Regions from separate parts of the Gossypium hirsutum genome. Here region 1 is linked to region 2. The links are chromatin contacts, called in public Hi-C maps. All regions are on one chromosome and are shown on one strand. Each heading gives the region's core, a stretch centred on a gene start, on an enhancer-like site or on the middle of the called end of the contact. The rest is flanking DNA. Distances are from core to core; before and after follow the strand shown.

Region 1 (7,274 bases), core at 1,803-4,302, 39 kb after region 2:
AACTAAAACTTAACCGGCAATTTATTTTAATTTCTTAAATATGTATATATGTTGAAGAAATTGAAACAATAGACAAAGCTACATATCAACTCAATTTATTTGGTGGGGATTACATAAAGGTTTCTATGTTGAAGATAAGTACAAAACCTTAAATTTAATGCTATACAACTAATCCAATAATTTAATAATTTGTTGTTGCAATTAATTTATTTTTTTTATAAAAATAATATTATTATATTACTAGAAATTCTATCAGCATATAAATGTAGAAATAATGTATTTAATATATAAAAAAGTGTTTAAAAATAATATACCATAAATGGTATGAATTTAATTAATAATAACATATAAAATATGTATGGTTTTAAAAATAAAAAATTAGATTAAATTGTGAGTAAAACAAAATTTAAATACATAAATACATCAAATTAAAAATAAAAATGTTTATAATGATGTTGTCATCAATCCTGAGTTGGTGTCGAATTAATTTAAGACTCGACACCAACTCAATCAATAACATTATCGATATGTATAATTGATGGAGGTAATAAAGTGTGCGTAATAAAATTAAAATGTATAAAAAAATATTAAAATAAGCTTTCGTTGGGTAGTAAATTTAATGTTTTACTAATGCAATTGGCATGAGCTCGAAGTTCACTAGAGGCATATTTTTTTTGTTTTTTTTAATAAAGAGACTAAAGTATCCTCAATTTGTATTGATATTGTAATTATTTAAGATTTTCTTTTACCAAATTAATATTTAGATATTACTTTGTATTAGTTCACTAAATGAACTAAAAATGTTACTAAATTTATTATAAAAATTATAAATTCTATAAAAGAAATCAAATTTATCTTATTTTTAGATACTATTTATAAGAGCAAAATAAAAAATTTAAAAACTCAAGGGGATTTAAATCATGGTAGTTGGCACCATATTGGTACCAGTCATATCAGTTGGTACATATCGTTCTAGTCCTAAACCGGTACCAAGTAGTTTATGTTCCATTGCGGTCAAAATTTTAGTGCGTTTTAGCTTGTTTCGGTCAATATTAGCTTGTACTAGTGTATATCGGTTGGTACAAAATTTTGATATTTTAAACTAAATTTTAAAAAAATTTTCATCTTAACCCTTTTATTTTTCTATAATTATATTTAAAATTAAAAGCTATTAAATTTTCAATTAAGTCTTAGCTCAATTGACATCGACATTGTTGCCAGTGCAGGAGGACATGGGTTCGAATGTGTTGAAGCGCATTATCCTCCTATTTAAGGGTTGGGGAGACTATGAATAGTTCTAGGTATTGTATAAAAAAAACAGATATGATAAGAATCTATAATGTGATTAATGTTAAAAAAATTATTAAATTAAATTATTACATTTAATTAATAATTTTAAAACTTATATTTACATATAGATATATTTATATGAATGTAATTGAGATATGTTTGCATGTAAGAATAATATATAATTAATTTTTTATCAAAATAATATATAATTTATTAAGAAACTATAAAATTAGATTAAAAATATATATGAAAAAAACTTGTTTTATTTAAGAAATTTAAATAGTGGACATTTGGAATTTAGATAATTAATTAGTCAAATCATTGAGAGAAATACAAAAGCCCCAATAATAAATGGATGATCCCTGAACGTTGGATTAGCTTACTAAAGTGAGTATGACAAAAAATCCTAACCGTTAGATTAAAAGACCTGATAGGTGGGTCAAATGGGGAAGGACTTTTTATATGAAAGGGACGGTGATTTGATTTTAATATCAACGTCCTGAGATTATGAATATTACCATATAAAACATATTTTATAATATTAGATTTTGTGGCATCAATAATTATGTGAAAAATGCATGTAATAGATTAAAGTAATTAAAAAATTATATAATAATAATTTTCTTTACTTAAAAATTTTAAAAATCATATTATTTTGGATTCGAAATTTATTATGTGCAATTATTTTTTAAAATTTTATATGGAAAGATAAAATTACACTCGAGACATTAAAAATAAGAGTTTTGAGTAAATTCAAAACTGAATTGATGACCCGATTCTGAGTGACATCAAATTAATAAAATATTTGAATACAATAATAATGGACTAACGTGCTAAAAAACATTGGGTTAATTTTGTATTTTTATAAATTTAATAGAGTTAAATAATATTATAAAGTGTTAATGTGCAAATTAATTTTTTAGTTAAAGATAAATTTACCACTTTATCATGAATTTTGTCACTAAAATTTAATTTTGTTTGAATTTTACTACTCAATTTTAGTTTAACAAATTTTAATAAAAAATTAATATTTTAGTTTAATGCTTAAAATTAATATAATATTAAAAACTAATAAAAACAATTATTTATAAAAAGTAAACTGTTTTTTATAAATTAACTTATTTTTAACTACTAAAATAAAGCATTTCAAAAAATATTCTTCTTTGTTAAATTTTATTTTTAAATCATCAAAGGTAAATTTAATTAAAAATAAAATTAATGAAAATTTCAATAAAATTAGTGATAAAAATTTAACAATATTCTAAAAATATAATGGTAAATATTAATCAAAATAAAATAAAGTATAGTTGAAGATTTCAATATTCACCAATAATATGGTGGTAAATTTACATTTTAACCCTATTATAAATAATTATAAATCTAAAAATATTTTAATTATAACACAAGTTACTGTTTATTGGTATTTATTTATAAAAAATAAAAAGAAGTATGAAAAAACAAGTAAGTGTTGTAATTAAGGTGATAAGTGTCATTAACGGGAAAAGTAAATGAGATAGATAACAGAAGGATAAGGATTCAATTAAAATGTTTTAAACTTTTTAAGAACTAAATTAGAATTTGACCAATTTTAGAGATATCTAATGTAATTAACCCAAAACAGTAACACAAAAAAATAAATATTATTTTAAAAAATCAACCTCTTAAGATAATACTTTTATAAATAAAAGATCTTTTGTGTGGACAACAAGAAAAGAACAGGCAACCGGCGAAACCGATATCCAAAAGAGAGAACGATGTTTATATAATGATATTCTAACTGAGCTTCACAAAAATGGAGTCTCTGTCTTTGTAGTATGTTTCTCTCACACGTCCCATCTCCTTCCTTTTTCTCTCTTTCTTTGTTAATGGAAATCAACTAATCGGCGATCATCTCTTCCTCTTTGTGAACTGATCGCTGGGTAATTCTATAATGCCAACCTTCATTTTAAGCTTCCTTTGCTTTTCAACGATTTCGTCTGAATATTGACCTACGATTTTGTTTTTGAAGGTCACAGCGAGAAGTTGATATCAATTATCAATATATTTTTTTTATACAATTTCTTAAAAGGGGTTCGGAGTCAAAGCTGAGTCGTAATACGAAATGCTAGATCTTAATCTCAATGTCGCGTCACCTGAGTCGACTCAGGGATTGGACTCGGTGGCACCTTTTACTGATGAGCTCATCAACGAAGGTTCAAGGAACCAAATGGACGAATCCGGGACCTCGAATTCGTCAATCGTCAACGAAGACGGCGAGTCGTGCTCGACACGCGCCAGCGGGGAGGCGTTCACTCTGAGTTTCGACATACTCAAGGTCGGAAGGGAGAGCCGAAACCACGAGGCGGCATTAGTGGTTACCAGGGAACTGTTTCCGGTGAAGGGAATCGGAGCGGATTTCGGAAGCTCTGAAGGTCAAAGCTCGGGAAACAGTAGCAACAAGAGCAAATGGATCGATCTTTCATTCGAGAGAAAAGAGGCTGCTGCTGAGCCGCGAGTGATGCAACAACAACCACCTTTACAGACGGTGAAGAAAAGCCGTCGTGGACCTCGCTCTAGAAGCTCGCAGTATCGAGGAGTTACTTTCTACAGAAGAACTGGACGATGGGAATCTCATATCTGGTATAATTTTTTCTTCGTTTTAAAAAAATTCCATCAGTTTTTATGGGAAATTCCTTATTGGGGGTGTAACTGAATTTTGACTTGATCGGTTAAGTAATTTTAACTGAAATTTCGTATGTTTTCTTTCGAATTATTTGTTCGATTTTATTTATTTTTGCTATTATTATTGTTTCAGGGATTGCGGGAAACAAGTATATTTGGGTATGGAATGTGATTAATTAGTTCTGTTTTGATGTTGGCAACTTTGTTAATAAGGAAATTTATTTGTTTGTTTTCTATTTTTGGTATGTTTTTCTTTGATCATTTTCTTCTCTCTCTTTGATTTTAATTTTTTAGGTGGATTTGACACTGCTCATGCTGCTGCCAGGTAGTTTACTGGAAAAATAATTTGTTTTGAATTTTTTTTGGCTGAAGTTGTATTGAGCTTAATTTAATTTTAGAATTTTCTAATTTCTGGGTATATTGAATTATAGAGCCTATGATCGAGCGGCTATTAAATTTCGAGGTGTTGATGCTGATATCAATTTCAGTCTCTGTGATTATGAGGATGATATGAAACAGGTTTGATTCTGGATACTGTTGTGGTAAATATTGATTGATACAACTCATTCACAGTATAAATGTTTGAATTGATGGTTAATCTTTGTTCTTATGTTAATGTGCAGACGAAGGATCTAAGTAAGGAAGAATTCGTGCACGTTCTTCGTCGGCAGAGTACTGGTTTTCGGCAGAGTACTGGTTTTCGAGGGAAGCTCGAAATATCTAGGAGTAACGTTGCACAAATGCGGCAGGAGGGAAGCACGGATGGGGCGGTTCCTAGGCAAAAGGTGAGATACTTGTTCCTAGGCAAAAGGTGAGATACTTGTTTAAGGAAATTTAAATTTTTGCAGTCAACATGCTGTCATTTAGGAGTATGGATGTAAAATGATTTGAGTGCCTCTTGGTGTTGAACTGAGAATCGGTTTTTCTTGAACGGATTCTCAGTGGGATTGTTGTTTGGTTTTTTCTCCTTGGATGGGAAAAAGAAAAAAAAAATTGTAAGATGCCTATTTCAAAGAGGAAAAATAATTGGGGATGGTGTTTCATGGTGGGGATTACGATGCTTGCGTGCAGGTATATTTATCTTGGGCTATTCGACAGTAAAGTAGAAGCAGCAAGGTCCTAGTGATCATGAATTACTCTACCTGATACTGAATTTATTACCCTGAATTCTCAACCTCAATAGGGTTCTATCCAACACTTGTCTACCTTTTGATTTTTTCTGGAAATCAGGGCTTATGACAAGGCAGCTATCAAAAGTAATGGACGGGAGGCAGTCACTAACTTTGAGCTGAGTACATATGAAGGGGAGATGGTCTTTGATACCAGGAACAAAGGTATTATTTGCTACCATCACTTATTCAGTCCGTGATGTTGAAAATAATCTTGAAATCAGGGTTACTTTACAAAGAAACTTCTGTGATAACAGCTCCTGCTAACTTGTCTTTTTGAACTCTCTTTATGCAGGCAATAGTCACAACCTTGATCTGAACCTGGGGATATCTCTGCCTGTTAGCAATGGTCCCAAGGAAAAGGAAAATGCGAGGCATCTCCAAATGAATAACGGAAAGAGTTTAAGGGTAACTTTTGAATCGAATTATTTTGAATTTACTTGTATGTTTCATCACATTGGTAATCTTGTTCTTCAACGTACTATTGAATATTGATGTCCTGCATGAGCATTAGGAAGAGGTGGTGTTAATCTGTTAGCCTTAGCTGATCTTGAAGCACCATATGTGGCATGTTTGGATGACAATTGAACATCTTGACTTAGTTTAACTCGATAAAGGTATTGATCATGTTCTCTATGATTTACTTCTGCAGGCAGAGAACCCTGCAGCTGCAACATTTAGTGTTCCATCTTTCCAAGGGTTAGCGGGGACTTCAGATCAGCCTATTTTCTGGAATAGTGCATATCCGAGATTCTTTCCTAGTGAGGTACACCTCATCGCTTAGCTTCTAAATCATTAAACATTGTTCAATCCTTTCATCATTAGGACTTTACACCAAAAAAAAAACTGCTCACGTCCTCACCGCGATAATTTCCTATTACTTGGTAAATCAACCCATGTTGTTATAGTTGAGTTGATTCTGCCATAACTTTGCTGCTGATGTGAACTTATTTTCATGTGCAATGAACGGTGTTTAATATTCTCTATTAGGACTTGAAAGTTTGAAGGGTTTTAGTCGTAGATTGGAATATTTATTAATGGAAAACATGCTCATATAATATGTCATTAGCTATATTTTCAGGATCCATATATATATACACACACATCATAATCTCAATAATATCGTGTTTTTTTTTATGAGCAAGATGTTAACATGCCAGATGCCACCTACTAAAAGAAGCAAAAAATGGACAAGATGATAACGCAATTTTGATTTGTTTTTTCCAGGAAAGAACAATGGTGAAACCGGTTGAATTCGATCCTCCACAACGTGTCCCTGATTGGCCGTGGCAAATGCACGGTCAGGTCAGTACTACACTAATGCCACTGTTCTCTCATGCAGCATCATCAAGATTCTCATTCTCAGCTACCCCTCCTTCAACCGCCACTGCCATTCTTCCATCCAAACCTCAAAACACAACAGCAGTCCACAGTCTATGTTTTGCTGCCTCAACCAGTAACACCATCAACACCCCTCAACATAGTCGGTCGTAAGTTCAATTGTACCACAACGACGGCGATTACAATAATAATTTAAATATTGATTCAATATACATTAAGACATGGTAGTTTCTGACTTGGTCCGTGAACTAAAAAGAGTATATTCTCTCTGTCTAGCATTAAGGCATGTAGGACCACAACTTTCATATATTCTTATGTGGTGCATAAAGGCATATCATCAGGAACTTGTTCGGTGCGTTTAAAACTTTTCTTTTTTCATTTCATGTAGATTAGAAAGCAGATTCCATCAGGTAAAATTTGATTCTTTTGGTACAAAACCTGAAACAGGAAAGTCCTTTTTTTTTCTATAAAGTTCTAAAGCTTGGTTTTATTCATAATGAGAAGGAATTTTGGACCCACACATCCCCACCAAATTGTAATAAAAGTAAGTGTAGGTTATTATTCCTCGTAAAGCTAACCAATTTAATGCTGAAGAATTGTAGTCCAATAAAGTGTGAGATTGTACAAAAATGGCAACTAAAAATGTTGATCGAGGGGACAGCCACACATCCCCATCCACACTCAAAAAACTGAAAAAGTACATTAATAGCCAATCGTAGCAAAAAGTGTTCCCTTTTGCTTTGCTTCCCAATTGTTTTATAATAGCAATAATCTTTTGGCTTGGCCTTGGATTGGGATGTCACATATTTAGGA
Region 2 (7,196 bases), core at 3,368-5,867:
AAAATGATTTTTCTAAATTATAAATTAGTAAAAATAACTTTAAAAATTATAGAAAATTAAAATTTTAATTTTAAAAAACGGATGAATCAAATTTATCCAAACTCATGAAGTTCAGTTCAATTTTTAAAATCCATCCGATCCTAACCAAACCGTTACTGCACCTAGATGGAAGAACTTAATTATATGATATTATATTTTAAGGACACAATTAAAAATTTTTGAAGTTCAAGAATTAATTTAAAATTTGAACCCTAAATAGTGGATGTTCGGTGAAATTAACCCTTTTTCTTTTGACATCTTCTTAGGTAACCTATGAAGAAAAATAAATAGTAGTACCTTTTTCCATCGAAGATCATCTCGCTTCTTTAGAACTACGACGGAATCGAGTCTCTCCGGTGAGGCCATTCTCCACCGGCAGTAGCGACTTTTCTTTTTATGACGGTAGTAAACTCCGATTGTCTGCCTCCGAGGACGATCATACTTCACCTTACTCATGTAGAAAACGAAGGGGTTTTGGCAAGGGTGCCTTTCAACAGGCCTAGTGTTGAATGCATAGGCAGTGTAATCAGCTCTCTTGTACCAATTGAGAAAAGTTCTACTAGGCATCTCAAGCTCTCTAGGGGACATCACTCCCCTCAAGATTTGAACCACGTAGCCCCAAGACACCGTGATCGACCAGTACCGCGTTGAATCGTAGCATATCGATTGTTGCATCAAGCTCGCCGAATCCTCCTTTGCGGCTTCGAGCAGGTGCGAGATCGCTTTCGGTCGTTTCATCCCGGGAAAGATAGGTTCCACTACATCTAGGTGGTGGAGTGATACCAATGGAGTCACTGGATGAGCTCCCAAGAGCCCTAACAAATTTCCATACACATCGTACTGTACAACAACAAAGTAAATACAACTTTCCCCTTCAAATAATATGTTTCAAATTTCAAACTAGTTCAACTTCGAAATATTCATATATTTATCAAACGAGTGATTTTTTTTACCTGATGGAAACCAAGTTCCCTGGTGAGGGGCACCCCAAGCTCGGCCATGCAAGCTTGAATCCTATCATCACTGCCATATAAAGCTGGATACCTTTGGATGCACATATCTTGCATCTTTGACAATTCTTTAGCCAATGGGTAGCTTATTGCAAACCCACCCCCACCAAATGCCATTGCATATGAAAAGAATATGTTCTGAATATGGCTCTCTGATGCACTCCCAAGATAATAAAACTGTGTATGGTCATATTTAGACAGCACTCTCACCACATTGTTGACAATGAAGACCGTATCATCATCCCCCATCACGAACCACCTTATGTCCTTCATCCCTAGCTTAAGTGTCTCCGAGACCACCCTCGTTATCCGCAACGCCGACCGGGATCCTTGCTGGTTTAAGTACTTGAACTTTGAAGTGTCTTGAGAGACCCTAATCTCCGGCAACGGTTCATTCCTCCCTGTCCTCACATTCTTATCCACCCACACTACACCCCTAGTCTCTTGAGGCCTCCACCATGCTTTGATGTACTCTTTTCGAGTTTCCCATAGGTTCGACGACGCCGCTATCCCGAACGCGATGTGCTTGAGCTGCGTGTCATACCGGTGGTAGTTCCCGGGGGGCTGCTCGATCATCTCTACTGCCGGTGGCGGCCTCGTGTTCTCTAATGGCTCCTTCTCGACAACCTTCTTCGTCGTAGATAATTCGGTAACGGAGGAATGGTTCGACGATGGTTCGACTTTGGTGGAGAGATTGGTGGTGGTGGGGTAGCCTTTGTTACGGTCATTGTCGGTCAACAAGAGATTAGGGTATAGGATGTAAAGCAAAATCATGGTGATGAACAAATAAATGATTGAACGTCTAAAGCTACTTTGTGGCGCCGTGCGTTGCTGGGTGGTGATCATTTGTTCTTACAGTGTTTATTGTTATGTCTTCTATAATTGATTTTTTGTTGCATTTGTTTGTTGTGGATGATGACGATGTTTGGTGAATGATGTTGTGTTTTGTGTTTATGTTCCCCATGTGTTTCGGGTTGAAATGCATGGTTATAGAAATCAGGCTTGGACTGAGAATTGTTCGGATCTAAAGAGACCAAATTTTCCTCTTTTTGTCACTTTTGTTTTTAATGTTAATCCTTTTTCCCTACTTAAATGTGTTAGACGAAAATAACATGATAAGATGTGAACTCATGTCATCTAAATACTAAACACAAGTTTTGGAGATATTAATAGAAATTTTACCAATATTTAAAGTAGTGTTAAAAGACGAGGGAGTCAAAGCTACTCCTTATATCTCAATGGTGTAATTTCATTAATCTTTTTATTTTATAATGTAGTCATTGATTAATTCAAAGAAGTAAAATCAAATTTAACCCAAAATTTTTTATTGAAACATGCATTTAATGACAGCAGAGGTACAGTCTCATAAGCTGTTTGTTTCTCATTCAGAAGCAATGATTGTTTCAATGGCTTCAATTTCATTCCCTGTGAGAATCTGTGGAACTGAGGGAATTGGTGATGATGCACTATCTGATGGCATGATGGGTACATCAGTGAGAGGCAATGGCATATCCACATGATGTATAGCAACAATTTTGCCATCCTTCATCTCCACATTCACTGCTTTCAAACCCAAAAAAAAAAAATAGATATCTTTAATAAGTTTTTTATAATAAATATTGGAATTTTGGTTATATAGTTTTAATCATTTTAATTTGATTCCTCCACTTTTATATTTTTATTAATTTATCCAAATTTTAAAAACATTTATATCATCACTTTAATGGTATTATCGATTTGAAACTAACATTATAAAAGCATAGGATCAAATTATTCTAAATTAAAATAGAGGGATTCAATCTCAAATTCTGACATAATAAAGGGACTGAAACTATTATTAAACCAATTATAAATGTAGGAAGAAAACCCATAAGCAAACACAAGTAACCAAAAAGAAGGGTGATCATTTGAAGCATAAGACCATTTTTCTTTTATTCTGAGTTATTAAAAAAAAAGTAAAACAAAGATGAAATTATATAAGATAAAAAGCAAATACCTCAAGTATTAGCCATCAAAGGGGGAAAAAATTGCAGAAACTCAACATCATCATCAACATGGATTAAAGCATTTTTCTCTTGATGCTATCTAAAATGTTTAATTTCAGTTCAAACAAATCAACAGCACTTATTGATCATACAGCAAGAAGAAGAAGAAAGATCATACGATATAAAGCAATTTAATGAATTTTCTTTCCTTGTTGTAAAATTTTCTTTAGATCCAAACAAAGGAGACTAGACTTACAGCAACAAAGAGACGTCAAGTATTAGCCATCAACGAAAAAAAAATTAAAACAAGGACTAAATTCTGTGAGATACAAACAATGGTATAAAGATCAATGCAAAAACAAGAAAGGGAACAAAGGGTTGATGCAAATGAAAGAATTACCTGGACGAGACAGCAACCAAAGAATGAAGAAGCAGAGGAAGAGGATGAGAGGGATAGCGTGAACCAACTTCTCCGGCAAAGGAAACATTCGAAAGCGAGAAACCCCTTTGTTCTTTTCCTCGGCGTTGCCCGTTGGTATTGCCATTGAACGACGACCTGGTCTCATCATCTTTCAAGATTGATTTTTTCTCTACCATAGGTTCCAAGTGTTCTTGTTTGGAGGGGCTGATGAAGATACAAGACTTGGGGGGGGGTACTATCAGTTGGCTTAGTTATAGCTTATAACCACTTTAGGCGGGAAATCTTGCAGCTCCGATCTATAGTTTAAGGCATTTAATTGTGATTAGTGTAAAAATAATGCTGATGGTAAGATTATATATTGTAACAATACTATAACGTGAGACAAAAAAAAAATTAAACGCATTATGAAAGTAAACGTCCATTCAAAGGCGCACCATAAGTGACAAGGAAGAGTAATTTAAATCATATAATAACTATTATAAGTATTAGAAATTTTTAAATTGAATACGTTTAAAATTTTAATAGTATATATAATCAGTAAATGTTAAATAAAATAATATATTTTTATTCTTTTTAAAAAAAATTATTATGAAAGACTCTAAATAAACTTTAATGGTATTAAAAATATAAGTGAATTTAGATAAAATTTGAAATCATAATGCAAGTCAAGTCGAGCGTCCTAATATTATACATCAACTTGTCATTTGTAATTTTAACAGAAGTGACCAAAATAATAGAACTATATAACGTAACTGCTTAAATTGTAAACTTTTTTTATTTTTAGTGCCTAAAATAAACATTTTTTTATAATTGGAAAACTATCTGTATACTTTTCCTATTAATTTAAGTTGAATTAGCTTCTTGAATTAATTATTAGGGTTAATATGTATGAAAAAAATAGATTTGATATTTTTTTTAATCTAAATCGTACTTAAACTTGAAAACATTAATTTAATTTGGTTTTTTTTTTATTTTAAGTAATTAACTAATATTGTTGAAATAAATTCATGTGACACTAACAATCAATGACATACTGTCACGATAACCTCAAATTTTGATAAGTGGCAAAAATACATTTTTATAAATTTATTTACCATTTTCAAATTTAGTTACCAAAGTTACCAGTATATAGCTATATATTAACCGTAGTTATCATCTAACTTGATTTTTCCTTGCTCAGCCAAAATTTTTATGTTCAACTGAGCCTAACCCAATTAAGAGCAGGATGAAGGTCAAATCCTTCTGAATTTGAGATGGGTTGCCCAAATCATAGCCCATTTTCAACTGCCTGGAACCTTGGTCTTTGCGTGGACTCTTCTGGATGATATACACAAAAACAAACATTTCCAGGCAAAATTAGCTTAGAAATGGTAGTGGCGAGATCAATAGCGCTAAAAGCAGTGAATACCGCCAGTTTATGGGGTCTAAACCGGAGTCGTTTCGGGGGTTTGCCCAAGGTCCAAACCGTGAGGGCATTGTCGACAGTCATGTCTCCGCCGTCCAAGGCAGTCGTCTACGAGCACCACGGTCCACCCGACTCCGTCACCAGGTCCCCGATATCCAAATTTCGTTACTATTATTATTATTTTTCTTTTTTATTGCTTACTTTTGTATTTATAGAATGATAGAGCTACCCCCAGTAGAAGGGCAGGAGAATCAAGTTTGTGTTAAAATGTTGGCTGCTCCCATTAACCCCTCTGATATTAACCGTATTGAAGGTCTGGGTTTTCTTTTCCACGTTGGGTTTTACTTCATTTGATTTAAAAGTCTTGATCTTTGTTTAGTTGAAGAATTTGGTAGTTGTATACTATGTTACTCGGACTCTTCATAGATATAGGGATACGAACTTTGGGGAAAAAAAAAATTTAACCATGCTTATACCGGGTACATGCTCATATCCATAAATCATAGTCGATCCCGAAAAACATAAGTTTTGAATAATAATAGTAATAATGAGTTTCAAGGATTTTGTAAATAAACAAAAGTTTATTTCTAATGTATAGGAGTATATCCTGTGAGGCCACAGGTGCCAGCAGTTGGAGGCTATGAAGGTGTTGGAGAAGTGTATTCTGTTGGTTCTGCGGTTAAGGGTCTCTCCCCAGGCGATTTGGTCATTCCATCTCCACCCTCCTCTGGTTTGTTCTTTGCACCTTTTGCTTTGCCATTGTAGTTTTACTTCGAATGCCTAGTGCTTAAATATCGATAATCCTACACATCTTTCTAGTTATGTATCTTCAAGTTTAGGTGCTAAATTTATATCTCAAATCACCTTTAAGTTGGAATGTGAAATGGATTGCTGTTAAAAGAAAATTGGGTCGGAAAGTTTAAGAATGGCTAGTCTTATTGCACTCAGTAGTGTAAGAGATTTAACGCCAGAGATGTGATTGAACCTATTGTAGTAAAATAATTAGTTGAAACTTGCAAGATGCTGAGATTCTTTTTCATATTAATGACTAGGGAACCTTTGAAATATAAAAATTTTCGACATCTCATCATCAACCTAACAAAATTTGTTGAAGTTTCTTTTAATTTTCTCATTTAGATGTCTTAAAACCATTAAGATATGATTTCTTGCAGTGAAATAGTGAACTAGAATAATGAGCGTTTAGACTGATCTTTCATTCGTCTTAATGCTAAGATCAACTAAAAATTATTGGCAGGAACATGGCAGACTTATGTTGTCAAAGACCACGACATATGGCATAAAATCAGTAAAGATTCACCAATTGAGTATGCTGCAACAGTTACTGTTAATCCTTTGACTGCTATAAGAATGCTCGAAGACTTCACTACTTTAAGCGCAGGTACAGCTGTTGATGATGTTCAAGCCTCTATCACATGCTCTTGTTGATTATTCTGGTATGGGCAGGAGATTCCATCGTTCAAAATGGGGCTACCTGCATTGTGGGGCAATGTGTAATCCAGCTTGCAAGATATCGTGGCATCCATAGCATTAACATTATCCGGGACAGGTGCTGTACTTAGCTCCTTGTGACTTGTAGGTATCTGTGCTTGTCATTGCACTTGCTTTCTTTTTTTTTAACCTAGATGGTGTCACCAGTTTGGGATATATTGTTAATTAGGAGGTTGCTGTCGTTGACTGCAAATATTTTTGAGTTAAACTATTTTACTGATTGACATTCTTATCTATTAGGGTTCCTTAACTTGATGCATGCATTTTTTTCCAGTGCATCTTCATTTACCGTCCTTTTACTTGCTTTAGGGCTGGATCGGATGAAGTAAAAGAAAGGTTAAAAGCTCTTGGGGCTGATGAAGTGTTTACCGAGAGCCAACTAGAAGTGAAGAATGTTAAGAGCCTTTTGGTATTATCTATCATTATAGTATAGTTATTGTGGGGAGATCTTCGGTCTTCGTCATATGGATTTCATGTTATTAAAAGTCACTCATTGTTTCCATTTGATTTGTTACTGTCATGGTAGTCAAATATACCTGAACCTGCCCTGGGATTGAACTGCGTCGGTGGACATGCCGCTTCTTTGGTTCTCAAGTTCTTAAGGTCAGATAACCTCGCTGCATAAAGTATGACATTGGACATTTCTCTTGCAGTAAGAATCTAAGTTTCCTTGAATGCAAATTTCAGGCAGGGAGGAACCATGGTAACATATGGTGGAATGTCCAAGAAGCCTGTCACCGTATCAACTTCCTCGTTCATTTTCAAGGTAATCAAGGATTACCCCTTCTATATATTTTGTTGCTTAGCGTTGTGCTGCTGTTAGTTAT

What was found. Hi-C and Micro-C count contacts between places; a contact is called where the count stands out from the background.
Region 1: a Hi-C map of leaf shows a contact between it and region 2, with 2.4 times the contacts expected there. The contact joins the enhancer-like site here to the promoter of LOC107950314 in region 2. A contact is called at or near these places in 15 of 34 Hi-C or Micro-C datasets (anther, callus, fibers and 3 more).

Annotation. Positions count from the first base shown.
Region 1 is chrD03:48,750,624-48,757,897 of Gossypium_hirsutum_v2.1, forward strand. It overlaps the pseudogene LOC121215563. Among protein-coding and RNA genes, the nearest start is that of LOC107950316, 19 kb to the right of the region's middle. Within about 2 kb of position 3,053, at least 7 of the 9 cell types and tissues checked have an H3K27ac peak or open chromatin away from gene starts, as enhancers often do. A contact at or near this core is called in fibers and leaf, where this site is marked.
Region 2 is chrD03:48,710,477-48,717,672 of Gossypium_hirsutum_v2.1, forward strand. LOC107950314 (enoyl-[acyl-carrier-protein] reductase, mitochondrial) reads left to right here and starts at 4,618. Exons shown (of 10, transcript XM_016885133.2): 1 at 4,618-5,004; 2 at 5,076-5,173; 3 at 5,459-5,590; 4 at 6,116-6,259; 5 at 6,325-6,427; 6 at 6,679-6,778; 7 at 6,896-6,972; 8 at 7,057-7,135. The coding sequence starts at 4,823. LOC121215562 reads right to left here and starts at 3,773. Exons shown (of 2, transcript XM_041090350.1): 1 at 3,435-3,773; 2 at 2,353-2,609. The coding sequence starts at 3,603. The coding sequence ends at 2,431. It overlaps LOC107950313, which reads right to left and starts at 2,013. Exons shown (of 3, transcript XM_016885131.2): 1 at 993-2,013; 2 at 337-879. The coding sequence starts at 1,895.